Linked DNA regions of Mus musculus: all the other regions are linked to region 2. Evidence: chromatin contacts called from public ChIA-PET and promoter capture Hi-C data. All regions are on one chromosome and are shown on one strand. The core of a region is the stretch at or near the end of the contact, and the rest is flanking DNA. Distances in the headings are between cores, read along the strand shown.

Region 1 (3,177 bases), core at 331-2,830, 560 kb after region 2:
ACTCTGAGTAAAGGTTAGGACTCTATACTAGATGACTGAACTCACACAGGGTATACTCTTCAGCTTTTGCTTTTGTTCCGCACTGTGATTCGTCTGACATCATTAGTTAAAGAATTTATTCATTTTCCTTGCTATACGATACTCTTCGGTGTGGAAATGTCACTGAGTATTTGTCCAGCTGTCAGTGGACACCTGGGGTCTATGGAGTCCTTAGGTGCAGTGTTGGTGGCCATGTCTATTGGATGTCTGCCTAGCAGGGGAAATACTGGATCTGAGGAGAGCCACATAACCATGCTAGAACAAGGACTGGAGGTGTGGCACAATGAGGGCTACAACTGTCACGAACATGCAATCTTTAGTTCTAACTTAACACTGGTTTGGGGAACGTCTAGCCAAGAGTCCAAGGCCAGCCTGGGCTACAACACATGCCGTGAGCTCAAGGCCCGGTCTGTATAATAAAAAATGAAAAGACGGCTAGGCATGTGGCTAAGTAATAGAGCATAGGCCTTGCACCCAGGCCCTAGGTTCCACTCCCAAGGTGGAGGGGCTGGTGAATGGCTCAGCGGGTAATGTCACTTGCCATGTACGATCCGGAGTTCCAGCCTCCAATCTCACACAAAGGTGGGAGAGAACTGACTCTACCTCCACATGGCTGTCCTTTGATCACCATATGAGCACTATAGCATCCACACACACACAAATAATAAATCCATTCCAATAAAATTGTGGCAGCTTCCCTACATAAGTGAGTCTTTCCACACTCCGGCCACCAGGAGACTTTAGGGGGCCTTGCTAGCCAGCATTTATCCAAGATGTTCCCATTTCACAGAAGGCAACTGAAGCTCAAAGAGAAGTATGTACTGCCTCCTAGACCTTCTCGTCAGAAGCCAGAACTGCCAACCTCTCTTCCACCCCGCCACCTCCGCATCCTGCCCCCATCATGCCCTCCCAGCCTGACTGTAAAGGGGGGGGGGCGGGGGAGACAAGACAGGGTCACGTGGAGCTAGGTTCTGAGGAAGGAAGCTAGGCACAGTACAGACGGCTGCTGGTTCTGGACTGGCCAGGAAATCAAGGTAAGGGAGGGTGTACGTGTGGCATCCTCAAGTATGTTCCTGGAGGCGAAGCTGAGAAGAGACCAGGGAAGATGAAGCCAGAATGTGGGCAGACAATGTTCAGAACCTTTTGGTCTCGCAGCAGAGACTCCTCCGCCATGGACCCACCGTTGCAGAGTGAAGAAGATTCCCAAACGCAGCCCTCGCTGCCCTCTCCGCTGACATCCTACCGCTGGCACACTGGAGGCAGTGGGGAAAAGGCTGCTGGAGGGTTCCGCTGGGGCCGCTTTGCAGGCTGGGGAAGGGCCCTGAGCCATCAGGAGCCCATGGTGAACAGCCAGCCAGCCCCCAGATCTCTGTTTCGTCGGGTCCTCTCTGCACCCCCTAAGGAGTCACGGTCCAATCGCCTCCGGTTTTCCAAGACCCTGTGGGGAAGGCACAAGAACGTGGCACCACTGGAACCCAAGCCAAATCCGAAGGCCCCAGGTACGCTCTCCCCCAATCCAGCTGGGGCTAGGCTGGGTGGCCGGAAGCCTGGGTGTTTGTCTGTCAATCTAGCATCAGCCCTCTAGACACAGGAAGTTGTGGGGAGTATGAAAGCCCAGCAGGAAGCGGCTGGGGCCCCTAGCAGCGCTCATCTCTCTTTCCCCCTAAACTGGGGCGAGGAAGACTGGCAGGACCCGTAGGCAGCTGGGGTTCAGCTGAGAAAGGAGCATTGAATGGATGCATGCACCTTAGTACTGTGAGGATGTCTAATTGTTCTTGGCACTGACGGTTGTTGTCTTCGGTATCCAGTAGACCAAGCCGTTGGCTACATGTGGATTTGAGCTGCCATATATACATAGCCTATGTCTTACTTTGTTTCCTTGAATGTGAAATTCCCCTTCTCTGCCTTAAAGACAACATTCATTCATTCATTCATTCATTCATTCAAGCAGATGTTCATTCAGTGTGTGTGTGTGTGTGTGTGTGTGTCCTTTATCACAACACGTGTTGAGGTCAGAGGACAACCTGCATTTATTTATTTATATTAGAAAGGAGCAAGCAAGCCATGGTTCCTGGAGTCAAAGGACAACTTTCAGGAGTCAGTTCTCTCCTTCAATTACGTGAGTCCTGGGGATCAAACTCAGACAGCCTTGGAGGCAAGCACCTTTATTTGCTGAGCCATCTTGCTGGGCCAAGCAGAAGTTTTTTGAGCATCGAATTGGTCCCTGAGTGAAGCACTAAGGAGAGATGTCAGCAAAGCAGATGACACTCCCTGCCCTGTGGAGTTCACGTTGTAGTGGGTGGGGGAGGAACAGTTACAAACCTGCTGCAAAATGAGAACTGGGAGACTAGTGGACACTAGGAAGATTAGAGACCAGGGCCTAGCATATACTAAGAGATCCAATTGTAGGAAAGAGTTAGGGCCTCGGATGTGGCTCGGTGATAGAGCACTTGCTTAACATGGGAGGGGTTGTGGGATTGTGGGTTTTACACCCACCACCAAGAAAAAAAGAAGAGTTGTATGTATCACCTCTAGTGGTAAAATCGGGTTGAAAATACACCTAAAAGGTTGGTTCCGGGCTGGAGAGATGGCTCAGTGGTTAAGAGCTCTGACTGCTCTTCTGAAGGTCATGAGTTCAAATCCCAGCAACCACATGGTGGCTCACAACCATCCATAATGAGATCTGATGCCCTCTTCTGGTGTGTCTGAAGACAGTTACAGTGTACTTACATATAATAAATAAATAAATCTTTAAAAAAAAGAAAGATTGGTTGAGCTGGCGTTTGCTGGAAGCTCATGGTTAGTTCAGCTCTTTTCCTGGAAAGTTTTGAAATGCCTTCCATTCATCAGGGTTAGGACTACTAAAATCCCAGCACTTGGAAGGCAGGAGCAGGAAGATGATCAGTCTTGAGTTCTAGGCCTGCGTAAGCCATGTAACAAGGCTTTATCTCAAAACAACTGAGGCTCTGGCGAGGTGACCGGCAAGTCAAAGCACCTGGTGGAAACCCTGAGCCCACATGGCCAAGGAGAGACTGACACCTAAGTGTTGCCCTTCCCCTTCCTGAACCCACACAAATAAATCAATAAAGTCAAGCTGTTCTCCGGCCTCCACTTGTGCCATGGCAAATGTGTGTGCAC
Region 2 (3,242 bases), core at 216-2,715:
AGCCAGGAAGGACTTCCCATCTTAACCCATGGGCCCAATGCAGGGGAAAGGGTGAAAAAAACCCACCAATCCCTTAACAGGAAATCCCAAGCTCAGGACTTGAACTCACACCACACCTCAATCTGGAAATTTCTGTCCACTCTCTAAGAAATCCTATCCAAGTCCTGCCCTTTGTCCAATTCTCCCATGTCAGTCAGCTCTGGGAGCAGAGGGCAGCCATCCCTCTCCATTTTTCTCTCCAATAAGTCTCCTTTATAAGATCTACTGCCTGGAGTGGCTCTCATCAGAAGAAGCTAAGAAGAAAAGAAGCAAAGAAGAGAAGAGAAAGGGCAGCTGAAGCCTGTAAGCTCCTAAACTCCTCAGCTCAGCTGGGGATACCCTCCTCTGGGAACTGCTGAGGAGGCTTCCTCTCAGAGCTGTGTGGTTCCTGGGCTCCCGTGTTTGAGGATGTCCTCATTGGGACACCTTTTCCCTTCAGAGCTGTATGTATGGCTCCTGGGCTTCCAAGTCCCAGAATACCCTCCCATATGAGCAGAAACACACGTAGCACTGTGGAGGATCTAGAGTTCCAGACTAGTTTGGTCTACATAACTCTTTCCAGACCAGCCAATGGTACCCAGTGAAATCCCGTATAAACGGACAGAACAACACAATCCCTCCCTGCCCTGGGCTTTTTCACTGCTATCGAGACTTTCCTTTGGAAAAGGTCTCCAAAATCTAACCTTTACTTCAGAAATGATCAGCTTAATTAATCAGTACATACAAATAGGGAATTTTGCCTATCACAGCTAACAAATCCAGCTGTGAACTCAGGATGAGGGATGGAGATACAGGTCTACAGGTCTATGGTAAAGCGTTCGCTTAGCATGAGACCTGAGGTTCCATCCCTAGTACTTTAAAAAAGAAGCCGAGAGAGAGAGAGAGAGAGAGAGAGAGAGAGAGAGAGAGAGAGAGAGAGAGAGAACACACGAGCACGAGCCTCTCTTCAGGATGACCACAGTGTAAAACTAAAGCAGGGAACAAGGAAATGAAAAAGTGCAAAACAGTGCACACCACCCACGTGCCTTCACCGCAGTCTGGACGCGGCGTCACCAACTTGGCAGCTGCAATGTCAGCGGAGGCTCGGGTTCGCGGCGCAGGCTCGTCATGGGAGGACTAGAAACTAGGGACGAAGCAGCTTCACAGGGAAGGGACAGGACGGGACTCCGCTAACAGAGCATACAACTCAAGTGCACCCGGGTTGACGGCACTCCCAAAGTCCATCTCAAATTGCTGCACACGTCGGGGAGCCGGCGCCACCTTACAGCAAAGCCGTGGCAGTGTCAGAACCCTCCGCCCACCTTCCAAGAGTCCAGGGCACACTCACCATTTCCTGCTTCTGATGCATCCAGGCGTTCTTCCTACTGAGCGGCAGTCGGCAGAACAGGCACCGGGAAGCTCAAGCACAACTCTCCTCCCTCCAGCTACCCGGAACTCAAATATGGCGGCAAGGGAGCCACCCTCCACTATCCGTGCTTCTTATTGGATAGCTCAGGGGAGTAACAGTCACCCTGGTTCGTGAATTATTCCGGACCCAACTCCTTAGAACTGAGTTATCAGGTTCAGCAACGCTTACCACCGAAATGGGTCTGTAAGTACAGATTGCAACAACTGCCCTGTCCAAGCTCATACCTTTTCTCCGAAATAAATGTGATTTCATCCTGGAGGGTTATCACATTTCAGAACACCTTCCAGCCCGGGAGTGGTGGTGCACTTTTTAATACCAGTTCCACGCTAGCTTTGTCTACGTTATTGAGTTTCGAGTCAGCCAGAGCTATATAGTCAGAATTCTCCCGTCTACACCACACACAGGTCCAGGGCTTCTGAAAGATTTGTTAGTTTTATGTGTCTACGTGGATGAATCCGTGTGTGCGCGAGTGCTCACTGAGGCCGGAAGACGGCAGAAGTCCACTCGCTTTTCCATTGAGGCAGGGTTTGTTTGTTTGTTTGTTTGTTTGTTTCACTCATCACTTTACCTGGGGCTCGGGTTTCCTTGGCTAATAATGGAAGCCAGCTAGCCACAGCGATCCTCTTATTTGAGCCGTCCTCATAGATAGTGATTCAGAAATGTGCAGGGGATCTCTAACGTGAGTGCTGGAATCTGAACTCCAGTCCTAGGTGTTTATCATGCGCCCTTATCCACCAACTCTCCAGCCCCATTCACAGCCTCTTGGGCTCAGCGGGCTCTTCCTGGTATTTTTTTTTTCCGACATACAAATAGTGTCATAACGTCACTTTTGAATAAATCCTTTGCTCTTCAATCAGAGTAAGCTGGGAAAAGCCATGATAGCAAACCAAAACTGATTTCTGTTTAAATTCCTCTGTGAAATAACTTTGATTATGTTCACTCTGATTGGCTTTTTAAAAATCCCTCTGCCTTAATAAACATCCTTCTACTTTCATTTTGCCTACTTAGGCTCATCATATAAAAGCAAACATGTAATATCTGTTGATTTGAGCCTGGCTCATTTCCCTAACATGATGATCTCCAGTTCCGTGTTTTTTTTTTTTTTTTTTTTTTTGCAAACAACATTCTTTTGTGGATGAATAATACTTCACTTTCATAAATACCACATATATTCTATCCATTTGTTCCTCCACTGCTAGGCTCCTTGGGTGACTCCATCACTTGGATGCTCAATGCTGCAATAAATATGTGTGCAGGAATCTTAGTTACATGGTGACATTTACTCTCTTCGTGTATATCTAGAACGGTATAGCTGGATAAAATGACTTAATTTTTAGTTTGGGGTTTGATGTTAAATACCAAAGCTTGTGTGTTGAAGATATGGTCCGCGGATGCTGCTTGGAGGTGATGGAAACTTAGTGATTGGGGGGCTGCTGAGTGGAAGTAAAGTCCTGAAAGATGTGCCCTTGAAGCAAGTATTGGAACTCTAGCCCTTTCCTAAGCAACCAAGCATGAACATTTATCTATTTACTTCCCAGCCACCATGAGATGAGCAACTTGACTCCTTGGGCTTCCCACCATGATCCTCTGTTTTACCTCAGGCCTAAACCAAGGAGATCAGCTGACTGTGACCTAAAACCAAGAGCCAAAATAAGTTCCTCCTTATAAACTGTTTATCCAGGGTGTTTTGTTAAAGCCACAGATTTTTGACTAAATTGCATTCTATCTACATATATATTTATCTGAAGATATGCTTCATATTTAACTTGAGGTATATAGCCCAGGTTCACTTTAA
Region 3 (3,044 bases), core at 463-2,962, 510 kb after region 2:
TACCATTGCAAACACGGCACACTTGGACCCAAGCCACAGAAGGGATTCCATAGTGCCCTCTCCCTGGTAACCGTGCCACTTGAGGCAAGTGTCCACACCTCTCTGAGCCCCAGTTGCTTCAGACAGGAATCATATTTCTCCACCTCACAGAGATATGATGACATATAGAATATATATGAGCCATCAAGATGGCTCAGTGGGTAAAAGTACCTACTGCCAAGCTGGACAACCTGGGTTCAGTCCCTGACACCCACGTGCTTGAAGGAGAGAACAGACTGCTGAAAGCTGTTCTGTAGCTTTCACTCTTGTGCTGACATACACAAACACAGACACAGACGCACACAAATTAAAAGCAAAAGTAAACAAAGAAAGTGCTTACTCATTCTCAGGTAGGGCCACCTGATGCTGTCAACATGTCCATCCTTGCTACCTAGACATCTGGGACTTACAGAATAAAGTCCAAGGCTAGTTGAATAGGAGAGATGAGGTCTCATTCTCTGAATGTTTCCCAGGTCATCCAAGCCCCTCTGTGGTTACCAACTCTGGTCACCGCCAAGACATGAGCCCATAGCTAATGTTACCTTTCGGAAACCCAAGCTGGGCTCTACAGAGATGTCGAGGCCATCAGAAAGTGGCCCAGGATTTTGAGGTCAGCCAGGGTTTGTTTGTTCCAATCCCAGCTTGCCCTCTGAATGTCTGTAATCCCCTGCTCCAGCCCTCATCTCCCCCCACAATCAAATCAGGGTCTGGGCAGGGATCTCAGGGGGTTTCATCTTCAAGGCACTTAGATGTTACAGGCTCTTGCTGGAGTCAGCTTCAAGACAGAGAAATTGGGAGGTGGGAGGGGAGGGAAAGAAGGCTTAACTGTGGGGTAATGAATGCACAATGAACTGTGGAGGTATATTAACCAATAAAGGGACTCTTGCCTATGCGGGAGCCAAAGGCAGCCTCTTCCTCCTTATCTCTCACTTCAAGCCAGAGATTTCCCCAAGTAGTGAGCCACAACCCTTTTCAGAGACCAAGGTGGCCAGCCCATCAATAGTTCTAAACCAGTCTGGGCCAGGCCCCTGAAACACCAGACAGCACTTACAGGACAAATCTTTGACTAACTTTCGGGGCTCATAGACAAAGGTAGAGAGGCTGGACCACTGTTTTATTTGCAAAGAAGGGAACTTGGAGATGCTGACACTTCTGTGGATGAGCACAGCATTCCTGACTGCGGCTGGACCACAACCAAAAGACCCATCGGCAAGATGGACAGCTTCAAATATGCTGAAAAAAAAAAACTTGTGTCCCAGAAATACACGCCCAGCTCAGGCTTTCTCTTCAAGACAATAAATACATCAACGACTCAGGCAAACCCTATAAGGAGGTGTCCCAGAACAGAAATCTCTAGCCAAAAAGTGCCCCCTCTCTTTCTACAACCCGCACTCAAAAAGAAGCGACTCCCGGGACACCAGAGCGCGCTCAGGAAATAAAAATGAGCATAATCCCAGCAACCTTTGGGGATACAGCAACATCTTGCTCCTGGTCACTCAACCTCATCACTGGTCGTGGGGTCCTGAAATTAGCTGTGCCCACTGATGTTCGCCCCGCCCCGCCCCGCTAAGGCCACAGTCGCTGGACCCACACACTCACCCGGGTCTCAGCCTGCCGCTCTCGATCCAGATCCGCTTCTTTGACAGTGCAGTCTGACAGCCCCAACCCTTTAAACCTGCCGGGCTGAGCCCCAGCCCTTTACAAGCTTCGGGCTGAGCGCTGAGCCCCGCCTCACAACTCCGGGGCCACGCCCATACTGGCAACGCCCCTGCCCGGTTGCTTGCAAGTCTGGCCCCCAAGATGCAAACCTGAGACAAGGAGGCTGAGACAGACAGAGAAAGAGAGAGCTTAACAGACAAAGAGGGAGGCGTGAAAATGCAGACAACTAAGAGCCTGACCCTTCCGACTCCCTGGTCTTGACTCCTATCAGAGCCTCATTTCCACTCTGGGTCACTCATCTCCAATACCAGAACGGGTTCCCAAGCTTGCACAGGACTTCCTGCACCATCACCTCCGAGACTCTCACTGTTCCACAGGAGTATTCTTTGGGGCCTCTCAAGAGTTCTCAGACTCCATCAGCCCCAGGGCGGAGGGCTACTTGTTTTTCCTGGAGCCTGCCCTACCTGCCCTCCTGGGCCGGATTCTGCAGCTGTTCCTTCAGTCCAAACAATCCCCTCAATCCACTGTCCCAGGACTTGGAAGCAGAAAAATCACAAATTCCAGCCCAGCCTGGACTACTTAAGGAAACCATAGATAGATAGATAGATAGATAGATAGATAGATAGATAGATAGATAGATAGATAGATAGATTAGATGGATGGACGGACAGACAGATAGAGGAGAGATAGAGTAATGAAGAAAAGGGGCTCTGGAGAACTGGGTCAGAGATGTAAAACACTTGTTCACAGCTGCTTGTATGTAATTCCAGTTCCAGGAGATTGAAGGAGCCAGAGGCTCTGCATCCATGTGTATACATCTTCACACAGGTGGATACACTACACATAATCAAAAATGATAAAAAAACAAATCTTTAAATAAGAATAATAAAATTTTTCTAAGGAAAAACAAAAAGAGGCCACCAGAGTTCAAGGTAAAAGCAATCACCACCGAGCATGACTCCCTGAGTTCATCCCTAGGACTCGTGATGGAAGGAGAGAACCAACTCCCACAAGATGTCCCTGACCTCTACAGGCCCACCACAGACCACTGTGACCCACACACTACCTTAGTGAATACAGAAATGACAGCTCACAACCATCTCCAATGCCAGTTCTAAGGGACCCAACAACATCTTCTGACCTGGAGGGCACCAGGCATGCACATGATGCTCATACAAACATACAGACAAAACACTCATGTACACAAAATAATGTAAATAATGTAGCTTAAATATATACAGTTTAAATGAACAGATGCAAAAATACAAGATGAGGGGAGGGTCTCCAGAAGCATTAGACTATTCAGGTCCCACCTCAACCAAACCCACCCATTCATAGGCACTTGA

What was found. Promoter capture Hi-C pulls out the DNA fragments that hold promoters and counts their contacts. ChIA-PET counts read pairs in DNA pulled down with a chosen protein or histone mark.
Region 1: a contact with region 2 is called in an RNA polymerase II ChIA-PET map of memory CD8 T cells, with 5 read pairs. The contact joins the promoter of A530088E08Rik here to the promoter of Zfp472 in region 2. A contact is called at or near these places in 14 of 39 promoter capture datasets (the 3T3-L1 cell line, 3T3-L1-derived adipocytes, embryonic stem cells and 9 more) and 2 of 115 datasets of contacts at active chromatin or transcription factors (bone marrow-derived macrophages and memory CD8 T cells).
Region 3: a promoter capture Hi-C map of stem cell-derived epiblast-like cells shows a contact between it and region 2, with 2.6 times the contacts expected there. The contact joins the promoter of Cyp4f39 here to the promoter of Zfp472 in region 2. A contact is called at or near these places in 4 of 39 promoter capture datasets (cranial neural crest, frontonasal cranial neural crest, hippocampal neurons and 1 more).

Annotation. Positions count from the first base shown.
Region 1 is chr17:32,401,417-32,404,593 of GRCm38.p6, reverse strand. A530088E08Rik (RIKEN cDNA A530088E08 gene) reads right to left here and starts at 1,580. Exons shown (of 1, transcript NR_029458.1): 1 at 1-1,580. Rasal3 (RAS protein activator like 3) reads left to right here and starts at 1,013. Exons shown (of 18, transcript NM_001374604.1): 1 at 1,013-1,073; 2 at 1,195-1,538. The coding sequence starts at 1,211.
Region 2 is chr17:32,964,054-32,967,295 of GRCm38.p6, reverse strand. It overlaps Zfp472 (zinc finger protein 472), which reads right to left and starts at 1,465. Exons shown (of 4, transcript NM_153063.3): 1 at 1,367-1,465. The coding sequence starts at 1,387. It also overlaps the pseudogene Cyp4f41-ps.
Region 3 is chr17:32,451,391-32,454,434 of GRCm38.p6, reverse strand. It overlaps Cyp4f39 (cytochrome P450, family 4, subfamily f, polypeptide 39), which reads right to left and starts at 1,712. Exons shown (of 14, transcript NM_177307.3): 1 at 1,639-1,712.